3 separate regions of the Mus musculus genome follow, and all the other regions are linked to region 2. A link is a contact called in public HiChIP or PLAC-seq data. All regions are on one chromosome and are shown on one strand. Each heading gives the region's core, a stretch centred on a gene start, on an enhancer-like site or on the middle of the called end of the contact. The rest is flanking DNA. Distances are from core to core; before and after follow the strand shown. Region 1 holds the start of Sgsm3 (small G protein signaling modulator 3). Region 2 holds the start of Ddx17 (DEAD box helicase 17). Region 3 holds the start of Tnrc6b (trinucleotide repeat containing 6b).

The links. HiChIP or PLAC-seq counts read pairs in DNA pulled down with a chosen protein or histone mark.
Region 1: an H3K27ac HiChIP or PLAC-seq map of thymic regulatory T cells shows a contact between it and region 2, with 7 times the contacts expected there. The contact joins the promoter of Sgsm3 here to the promoter of Ddx17 in region 2. A contact is called at or near these places in 1 of 39 promoter capture datasets (liver) and 1 of 115 datasets of contacts at active chromatin or transcription factors (thymic regulatory T cells).
Region 3: a contact with region 2 is called in an H3K4me3 HiChIP or PLAC-seq map of embryonic stem cells, with 7 read pairs. The contact joins the promoter of Tnrc6b here to the promoter of Ddx17 in region 2. A contact is called at or near these places in 1 of 39 promoter capture datasets (liver) and 1 of 115 datasets of contacts at active chromatin or transcription factors (embryonic stem cells).

Annotation. Positions count from the first base shown.
Region 1 is chr15:80,976,178-80,979,376 of GRCm38.p6, reverse strand. Sgsm3 (small G protein signaling modulator 3) reads right to left here and starts at 1,612. Exons shown (of 22, transcript NM_134091.2): 1 at 1,512-1,612.
Region 2 is chr15:79,544,994-79,548,457 of GRCm38.p6, reverse strand. It overlaps Ddx17 (DEAD box helicase 17), which reads left to right and starts at 1,717. Exons shown (of 13, transcript NM_001040187.1): 1 at 1,717-2,263. The coding sequence starts at 2,214.
Region 3 is chr15:80,709,516-80,712,913 of GRCm38.p6, reverse strand. It overlaps Tnrc6b (trinucleotide repeat containing 6b), which reads right to left and starts at 1,601. Exons shown (of 25, transcript NM_144812.3): 1 at 1,426-1,601.

The sequences.
Region 1 (3,199 bases), core at 363-2,862, 1.4 Mb before region 2:
AGCCAAAACACCTCCCCTCTACCATAGACCACACATATCTGTGGTTAAAAAGGACAGGGAGTTGGATGTGTTGACACATGCTTTAATCCCAACATCTACGAGTCAGAGAAACAGAAAGATCACTGAAGACCAGCCTAGTCTACACAGAAAGCTTCGGGCTAGCCAGGGACAAACAACACCAGCAACAATCAGGGGTGGAGCCATAGCTCTACGGTTAAGAATGAATACTGCTCTAGCAGAGAAGTCAAATTTGGTTCTCAGAACCCATAACAATCTCACCGCTGTTCTAACTCCTGGGGATCTAAAGCCATCTTCTGACCTTTGCAGGTCATGCACTCATGAACACACACACATTTAAAAAAATTAAATTTTAAAAGTTTAAAACCAATCAACCAATCAACCAAAAAACCAAGATGAGATAATGATGAAGAAGCTACATTAAGGATTTGGGGACAGCTCAGTAGTGGAGGGAGGCCCTGGGTTCCATATGGAATAATCAACAACAACAGTAGCAGCAGCAGCAGCACACACATAGGTCACGGGGAACAGAGTATGGGAAACTGATCATTAATGCTTGGAGTCAGAAGAAAGCTGGAGGCTAACAGAGGGCTTAAGGGGGAAAAGAACCAGGAACTGTGCGTGCCTGAAAACTCAGTCACCAGCACAGTCAGAAAAGCTACAAAGAAAAAAAGATGAAACTGAAAAGTAGTCCGGTTGAAGATGTGAATTTGGAGGCTTGAGAGCGCACACCTTCAGTTCGGCACTTGGAAAGCAGAAGCAGGCAGAGCTCGGAGTCTGAGGCCAGCCTGGGCTACAAACATGAATTTACCTAGAAAGATTTCTTTTAAGGAACCGGATAGACAGACAGACAGACAGACAGACAGATAATACCCACTCCCCTGTCATCTCTAAAAACTCACCACCAACACCAACAAAAACCTAAACAAAAACAAAAACAAACCCACCATAGCCCATCATAAATTTCCTATGCATCATGAGACGGGAAGACACGGCACAATCTGTCACTGACAAGGAAACTTTAAAGCATCTGTATTTCCTATTACTGCCCTATGAAAGCAGTCGGGACCCACACCTAAATCTCAGGGTAATTTCAGGACCTCTAACCGGAAGCACACGAGGCGACCCCTGCCTACACGTCCGCCTCAGTTTCCCCGCTGCTAACACTCGGCCTAGGCACTGAACCCGAGTCTTCCAGGGGAACAGCTAAGTCGGCTCTGAGGGAGAGTTGCCACCTGCCGAGACGCCCGCCGCTGCGTCAGGCGCAGTTCCTCCGGGTCGCCGGGAGCCGCCGGAGGGGGTGGGTCTGTCACTGTCACGCGCGTCCCGGGTCGCCGTGGGAGCAGCCACGCCGCGGCGGCTCGCCGCCCCCGCCTGAGGCGGCGCCTTCCCCGCCGCCTTCCCCTCAGCCCGTACCCCGCGGCCTCCACTCAAGAGGCAGGTGAGCGTCCCCCTCGCCGGCCCGGAGACTCGGAGACTCGCGCACCGCTCACCTGTCTCGCGGCCACCTCAGCACCTCGGCAGGTCAGGCTAGCAGCTGCCTCCTAGTCGGCGCGCACTGCTGCCCTTCTGCGCACGCGCGGGCCGCAGAGCCGGTGGCCGTGGGGCATGCTGGGGGCTGTAGTTTCGCGGGAAGACTGGCCCATCCCAGGTTCCAGGCGTCCTTTAGAGGTAGGTACCCCAGGCACCCGGTCTGTGATGCAAGCAACTCGTGGTTGTTTGGGAGCAGTCAGGATGGAGTCAGTGCACAAGTCCAGAAACTGGTCTTCTCTTTCAGGCTCACAGAGCTGGCTTCTAGACCAGATTAATCTAGTTTTCCATCAGTCACAGGCCCTGGGGAAAGCAGTAATTGATTGAGGTCATGACTAAGAAGGAAGCGGTGTGTGGAACCTGAGCACCTGCTTTTGAGTCACTCGTAACATTTTGCGCATCCATAAAAACCCGGAACTTACGGTTTCCGTGAGAACTCAATGTGTATGGAAAACGTTTAAACACAGCACCAAAGAACAATCCAGAAAGATGGCAGCTGACACTGTCACTGCTGGCAAGGAATCTAATCTGAACCCGCCCCCCCCCCCTCCCTCATTTCAGAAAGGCTATCAACAGCATTAAAGGGACATCTCAGCCAAATCTGAAAAGACACTGACTGCGACCAACACCGGTTTGAAGTGTTGGTTCGTACTTGTGCCCAGGTCAATGAAGCAAACTCTACAAACCGCAAGGTGGACTCAGTCATGACCTGGCCGTACAATAAACAGCTTACAAAGCACATTAGCAGGTTTTTCACATCACCCAAGCACAGGAATGGGCTGAATGCAGAATGAATGTTATTCTCATTTGTTTCAAAAATTCCTTCCCTGAGAGACTTAAATATTTACCAGATCCTTATAAGGTGCCAATGACGAATCGAAGTACGATCTCAGCAAAGTTCAACCTGGAGAGCCAATGAATCTGTTAGGCTTACTTACAGAGCATAGATGATAGATTGCATACAGGAGCATGGGTAACATGCAGCCATACTGCCGTCTTCACCCGAAATGGAATATGGCTTCCCCACAGCTCAGGAGGACATGGAGCCCCTGAAGCATATATGACCCGGCGCATCCAGAGATTTTTGAGGTCATGTGCAATTAGGGTAGAACTGCCTCCAATGGCTGTGAGGAGCAGCTGTAATCTCAAGTCTGGGGTGGGAAGGGGCAGACAGTTGCCCTCTTCAGTCCCTCCTTCTATGAGGGAACGCCAACAGTCAAAAAAGCCCCACGGTGGTGACTGCTAGCAAACAGGCACGGCTGACTTTCTGACGGAAGTGTTTAGAGAAGGACCCGGATGGAAATAACAGGAGCTAGGAAGTGGTAACATGGAATCTGTGTTGATTACCTAAGTAGTCTGTTTGTCTTTTCAGTCACAGCACCCTTTTAATTTGTGTGACTCATCCCCAGCACACACATTAAAAATTGAAAGATGCATGTGTTTTATTGTATGTGTATTAGTGCTTTGCCCACATGAGTATACATGTACCATGGTGCCTGGCGCTTGAGGAGGCTAGAACTGGAGTTACAGATGGTCCTGAGTCACCACGTGGAAGCTGGGATTGAACTCAGGTCCTCTGTTAAAGCAACAAGTGCTCTTAATCACTAAATCACTGAGCCAACTCTAGCCCCTCAGTTTTTGCGTGTGGTTT
Region 2 (3,464 bases), core at 468-2,967:
AAAGGGTCTCACACTGTAGCTCTGTCTGTCTTACTATGTAGACCAGACTGGCCTAGAACTCAGAGAGACTAAAGAAAAGAGACAGTACACTGGGCCTTCACTAGATTAACTGTTCCTGCCTTAGCTGCCTCTCAGTTGATTCTCTGCACTGCAGTCAAAGGGGTCCTTCTTTATGCCGCTACTTTAAACCAGACATTTTCACCTTCAAGGAAACCAAGCTCTTTAAGTAGCTTCCATCTTCTTGGACTCAGGCTTTGCATAATTGATCTTCCCCCTTGGCAGCAAGGACCTTAGTTGAGACCTCAGCTCAAATGTCATTTGATAGATGGGGGATGCCTTCTGAGAGCACCCGATGTCATCCCGTTTCCTCAACTTGTCTCTAGCCCCTTTCTTGTTTTTGTTTCTTTGGTGTTTGTTGGTTGGTTTTTGAGAGAGGGTTTCTTTGTGTCACCCTGGCTATTCTGGAACTCACTTGGTAGACCAAGCTGGCGTTTAACTCAAGAGATTCACCCACGAGTGCTGGAATTAAAGTATGGCCTTCCCTTTAGTGTTTTTTTGCTGTTGTTCTTGGAGGTGCTGGGTGTTGAATCCAGGGCTTCAGTCACGGTCAGCAAGCACTGTTCCACAGCCTCAACACCATTTTCTTTTCCAAGTCAGCAAAAGTCTAACATACACATTTGTCATCTGTCTCCTCTCCGTCTCTAGAGAATAAAGCTCTGTGCCAAGGAACGTGTTGGATCCCCAGTGTCCCAGCAACTAGCACAATGCCTGGCTCTCCATGGCCGAAGTGACAAATGAACCGTTTCTCAAGACGCCTCTTTACTCTCCTGGCTTTCCTAACCTAAGCAACACTCAGGACATGAGACAAGACTAAGCCTCCAGTCTGCCGGCCTCCATTCTCCGCGGCGGTAGAAATGAGCCTAGAGGTCTCAAGGAACCCAGCAGTTCCACAATTTAGTAAAGCAACTATGTCCAAGTTTGTGTGGCTTGGCAGTGCGCAGGGATGGCGAGCCAAAGAAAGCAATCTAGGAGTTGGGTGGCACCGGCGGCCTAGCCCAGCCTGCCCTCCCCGGATAGGGTTTGCAAATCCTAGCCTGTCAAACCCACCGCTTCTGCAGTGGGGCACCCGGGTAAGGCACCCATTTTCATGGTGGCTAAGGTCCAAGGCGCCCACCTCAGAAAGGACTCTGGGAAGGTGTGGCCTCTGCGTCAACTACGGCCAGAGGAAAAGGTGCCAACCCTTTGTTCGGAAAATAGCACCTCAGTAAGAAACGCGGGAAACACAGGGTGTCTTTTGGCCCAGCCAGGCTGTTGGCCGCTGAAAGAGAGCGACACGACGCATCCAACATGGCTGCGGCGCCAGCGCGGCGAAAAGCGACGGGAAAGAAATGGCGCCGGGCTGTGTGGCCAGCTTGGGGCACACGGCGTTGGGACGTTGGAACCAAGAAAGCGGCCTCAAGACTCTCTGGGTTCTACTGCCCAGAGACCCGGAAGTCTGACTAAGGCTACGTGGAGTGCTACCATTATGTCTGCACAAGGCCGGCCTCAAGCGCCGGGTTGAGCTCGGAATGCCGGGAAAAGTCCATTCTCGAAACAGAATGCGCTACGAAGACTGCGCTGACCCGCAATAGTGGGCGGGCCAACGACGCCAACACTGTGACGTCGTGCCGACGGCTCGCCCCACCCCCAGCCAACGTTCTAGAGCTGGCGGTGCGAGAACCCTACGCCGGTTGCGCACATTGCCTTGTTTAAGGTGGGCCGACCAGGGCCCCCATCTCCGTCACCGACGTAAAGCGGTTCCGAGAATGTCCGTGGCGTCGCGCGGAGCCCTCCAGACGCTGTTTACGTAGCGTCTGGGCCGTGCGTAGCGTTAAGTTGGAGCGGTCTCCGCGGCCGCCGCCATTTTGTGCAGTTGCTGGGAAGGAAGGGAGACGCCTCAACCGTGGCACCGCCCGGTTTGAGCGGGACCAGACCTCCCGACTGTCCTAACAACCCCGATTCTCTGAGTTGTGCTCCCGTCTCCGACGAGAGAGGCGGCGACGGTGGCGTCTGCGACGGGAGACAGCGCGTCGGAGCGAGACAGCGCCGCGCCTGCCGCCGCCCCAACAGCGGAGGCGCCGCCGCCGCCATCGGTCATCACTAGACCCGAGCCGCAGGCCCTCCCGAGCTCGGTCATCCGTGCCCCGCTCCCAGATCTTTATCCGTTTGGGACCATGCGTGGAGGCGGCTTTGGGGATCGGGATCGTGACAGGGACCGTGGAGGGTAAGGGGGAGGTGCGGGCGGGGGGCGGGGTGGCCCGCAGAGCCCTGAGGCTCGCGCCGTACAATGGCGGCGGCGCGCAGGCCTCAGGCTTGGGCGGACGTCTCTGCGGACCGCGATCCTGGCTCGGAAGTGGCAGGCCAGCCTTGTCGCCTCTCTTGGCCCGCTCGCTGATCATTTGATCCCTGCAGGCCGGCCGCAGTGTCTGTCTGGGGGAGGATCCGGATGCTCAAGTTTTAATCTAGGAAAAGCTGCTTGAGATCGTTTCTTTTCCGCTATGTTAGCCATCCCTGTTAGAGAGGGACTGGAGTCGAAAAGGCCTTTTTTTGGTTTTAAACTAGGTTTTACTCCCTTTCTGTTATATTTTTGGTTAAGTGGAATCAGATTGGAATGGGAAGTGCTGGAGTTGCTTTCCAAAAGATCCAAATTGCGGGTGACTTTTTTTTTTTTTTTTTGAAACTAACAAAGCCTGTTGAAATCAAGAGAACTCCTTGAGGTGGCACACCCTGCACTAGAGACTGAGTCAGGCTTGGAGTTCAAAGCTAGCCTGGGCTACACAGATCAGAACAAGAGAACAGTTAGCAGAGTTCAAAGTGAGGGCAGTGGTAGAAAGAAAAAAAAATCAGAATAAGCCTTGTAAAGGAATCGTAATTGTAGAAGCTTTATTCTGTCCTAGGTCATTATTCAAGATCCAAGCAGTTTGGGATTATAAGCAAGCCCAGTGGAAATAACACATAGGAGCCACATTATTATCCTTATTAGACTTAGCCTTAAAATCTCCTAAAGATTGGGTTTTGGCCATTATTACAGATTGAAAACAAAAGAAAACTGGTTATTTCTAGAAGTGTTTTAGACTTGTATCAGTTGCTTCATTTGCAAGTGGAGTAAAGTAGTCAAATGAGAAGGCCTGGCTCACTGTAGTATTGCACTGAAAAGCCAGAGGCCTTTTAAAGGTCTTGGTGGGTCTACTCAGTTGAATGTTTTTCTTTCTAGTTGTGCTGGTTTAGCAGTGGTATTAATAAGTCACCCAAATTCTGCCTACTGAATGTAGATACCCAAAGAATTCCAGTAAAATTTCTGGCCATGATCACTGCAGGGTGGGTTTGTCTCAGGGCCATGAAGCTTAGTCTAACGGTTGTCCTGGAATGTGTCCTCAGTGTCCCCAAGTTCAGAAACACGGGTGTAGGCCACCACACCAGGTTCT
Region 3 (3,398 bases), core at 352-2,851, 1.2 Mb before region 2:
AAGCTGAGCCTCTTTAATTCAGCATTCAGGAAAGAGGCAGGTGGTGGATCTCTGTAAGTTCCAGACCAGCCTGGTCTACAAAGCAGTTCGAGGCCAGCGGAGGCTACATGATGAGACCTTGTCTCAAAAACAAAACAAAACAAAACAAAACACACAGAGGCATGCATCCCAAGTGGGACAAACCAGTCTAATCTGTATTCTGGATACTGGTTATCCAGTATATGCCTACCTGTAGAGACTACTACTACACTGATATCCCTCCCACTTACTACATCGATACTCATGCTATACAAGTGTCTCCATGCTCTGCTCTTTAAGGAGCGTTCAAAACCCACGGCGAACACATAGTTTTAAAGTCAAGAACTGAAATCTCCCACAAGCGAAGAGAAACATTTCACAAAAGGCTAGGATGTGTGATTTTTGTACAGCTTACTGCTATGTTTAACTGTGAAGGAGGTACAAATGATGTTTTTATTCACGGAGTCTTGGTTGGTACTCTTTATTCAGAATCCAAGCAGCCCAAAGACACAGGAGAAAGCTTGAAGCTCAAAGTCTCAGACGGGTGACCTGCGTCCAAGACTAAGGATGGATGAGACGGCTGCTGTTCTTGGGTGTCGTGATAGCCACTGTAGTGAATTTCACTGGACCAGATATTTATTTAGCCATCATGGACTAACAAATCCGTTAGTTTGGAATTAAAGGGCACCTTACCAGCATTAGGTAGCAAACCCTTCCCAAGGCTCTTTCCAAATCTGTCATCCCTCCGCCCCTCGCCCCTCGTCTGTTTCCTCATCCAAAGTGAGCATCGCCTCGCCACAGCACCCCACCCCCGACCGCACGCAGCTCTCGCGGGATGCCCGTGGAACCTCGCTATCGGGGTCCAGCACATAAGCCTGCACGCCCGCCGCGCGGGGACACCGGATGCTCGCGCCCCACCGCCTGGCATTTGCAGCTCAGAGGGCCCTAGGCGACACGAAGCGCTCGGACAGCCACCGGCCCACCCGGAAGCCCTTTCCTCCGCTCACACCTGCAGGCGCGTGACGCCGGTCTGTCCCGGCCCCAATACTTGGGGACACCAAGGCCCTCGCGACCGACGTGACCGCGCGTCCCTCACACACCCCTCCCCCGCCTCACGTCTGCACATTGCGATCCCACAGCGCGCCCCGGGCAAGCGCCCCGGCCCGCCGCGGCCCACTCGGGTCGCGCGCGCTCTCTCCACCCGCCCCCCCCAACCCGCCCCTCCCGCCCGGCTCGCTCCCGTCGCGCGCGCGCGCGCGCGAGGACACGCACACGCTGCACCTCAGCGGGCCGTGCCGCGCGCCCCCGAGGGCGTCCTCAGTCGCCCACCCTGGGTCGCCCCGCTCCGCTCCGCCTGGCGGCTCCCGAGAAAGGAGCAGGCCCGCGCGGCCCACGATCCTCACTCACCGCTGAGCCGCGCCGGCTCCGAGTGCGCGGCGTTCCGCTGTGGAGCCCAGCGGTGACCGCGGTCTCCGCTCCTCCGCAAGCTGTGGAGGCGTCGTCGCGGGGAGGCTGAGAGGCGAGGGGGGTCACGGTCGCTCGCTTCACCTTGCCGAAGCTCGGGGACCCCAGAAACTAAAAACAAAATAAACAAACTTTCCCCTCCGCCTCCCTCCCCCAAAACCACAACACAAACACTCTGGCGCCCGCCCACAGCCCCACTCCATTGGCCGCAGGCAGGATGCCTCTAGCTTTCACTGGTTAGCTTTCGTGCCCGTCAAGCCGCTGGTCCTCCTCCCTTAAGTCCTCGCCGCTGCCGTCTCCCCTCATTGGCTAAGTGCTTCCCGTTTGCCGAGCTGGGATTGGCTGAGCGGCCTGCGCCAATCATGAGGGGACACACCCCCTCAGCATCCCAGAGGCCGCTTCCTCGGTCGCGGACCCAGAGAGACGAAGGGGAAACTAGAGCATGATGGCGGCCGAGATCACCTAGCGCAGTCATCTCTTCCCCCTTTTTTAGCTCACTAATGCCTCTCTCAGGGGCTGTTTCCCCCAAGCTCCTTTCACCATTCGAGACTGCACTAATAACGGAATCTATACGTGCAGGCTCCTTGATTTATCCCCTCCGAATTGCTGAGTGTGGGTTGGTTGTGCGTCATTGGACTGTCAGGGTGTCGCTCCCAAGTCACATCCTTAAGCTATTGGTGGATCAGCCAGAAAGCGGCCAACAACAAGGGCCCATGCCATTGGTTTGATTCCACTGTTTCCCCCACCCCCCTACCCCGGCCTCTTATTGGGCACTTCCGTGTTGTCCGTCAGATCCGGATTCTCCACACTACGTTTTGGCTGAGGAGCGGGGCATCTTTAGTCATTGAAAGTTGACAGTGATAACTACTATCATTTATTGTATTTTATTCCAAATACGGTCCCCAATTCTTTACAGAAACTATTCTGATTAAACAGTAATTTTACAGGAAGCAAAGCCAAAAGAGGTTAAGAGACTTATCCAAGGTCACCCATTTAGAAAGAAGTTTTGGGACATAAGGTGGTTTCTAGGCCTGTCTGACTCGTTTCTATACATGCCTTAGTATCTCTGAATAGTATCCGTCCGTCAACCCAGTATCTTAAAACTGTTTCCTTCAGAACCTAAATTACTCAGTTTCTGGCAATTAGAAACCTTGTCATTAACATTATTGGAGACTAACTTTAGAAAGATTGTCATCATATCCTCCTAGGCACCATTCTTCCCTGTTCTAAGTTAAACAGTATATTTTTCCTGACAAGAAGCACGTATAAAATCTATATTCTGTTTCTTTGTCTTTGTAAATGGTCATTTTTTTACCATACTTATGTGCCCAAGCAACACTCATACACACCTCTGACCATCTTTAGCTTGTTCCTTTGAAAGAATAAAGAATTCGAAATTAGGAGAAATTAAGTCTAGAGTGAGATAAAGAATCCATCCCTTTAGAAATAATTGATTGCATGCAAATGGAACAGTCCTCTGCCTCCAGGAAAGCTTCCAGAGCCGCTGATGTCGAGCAAGCCATGTGTGTTCTCCTGGCTTCTGGCCACAGGATTCTTTCTCTGTGACAGCTTTAATGGAAGCGACTCCACATTTCAGCCAGGGGAGGGCAGAATGCTTAAGACCCACTGCCAGAGTACCAGCCTCCAGCCTCTGGGACCGAAACGATCTCCAGGAACCTATGCTGGACTCTAACCCACATCTGGGCATGTTAGCGTATTACCATCCCAAATCCCTGTCCCTTGTAGGTGAGGGGGTTCATAGCCCTTGTTCCCCTTCCCTATCCAAGCTGTTGTGTAATCTCACTGGCACTGGCTTAACAATGAAACAGCCATTGTAACACAGCAGTAGGCTCAGCACTTACACCCTTCCAGCAGAGGAAGACAAGGTATTTCACAAACATCAACTAAGAGCAAAT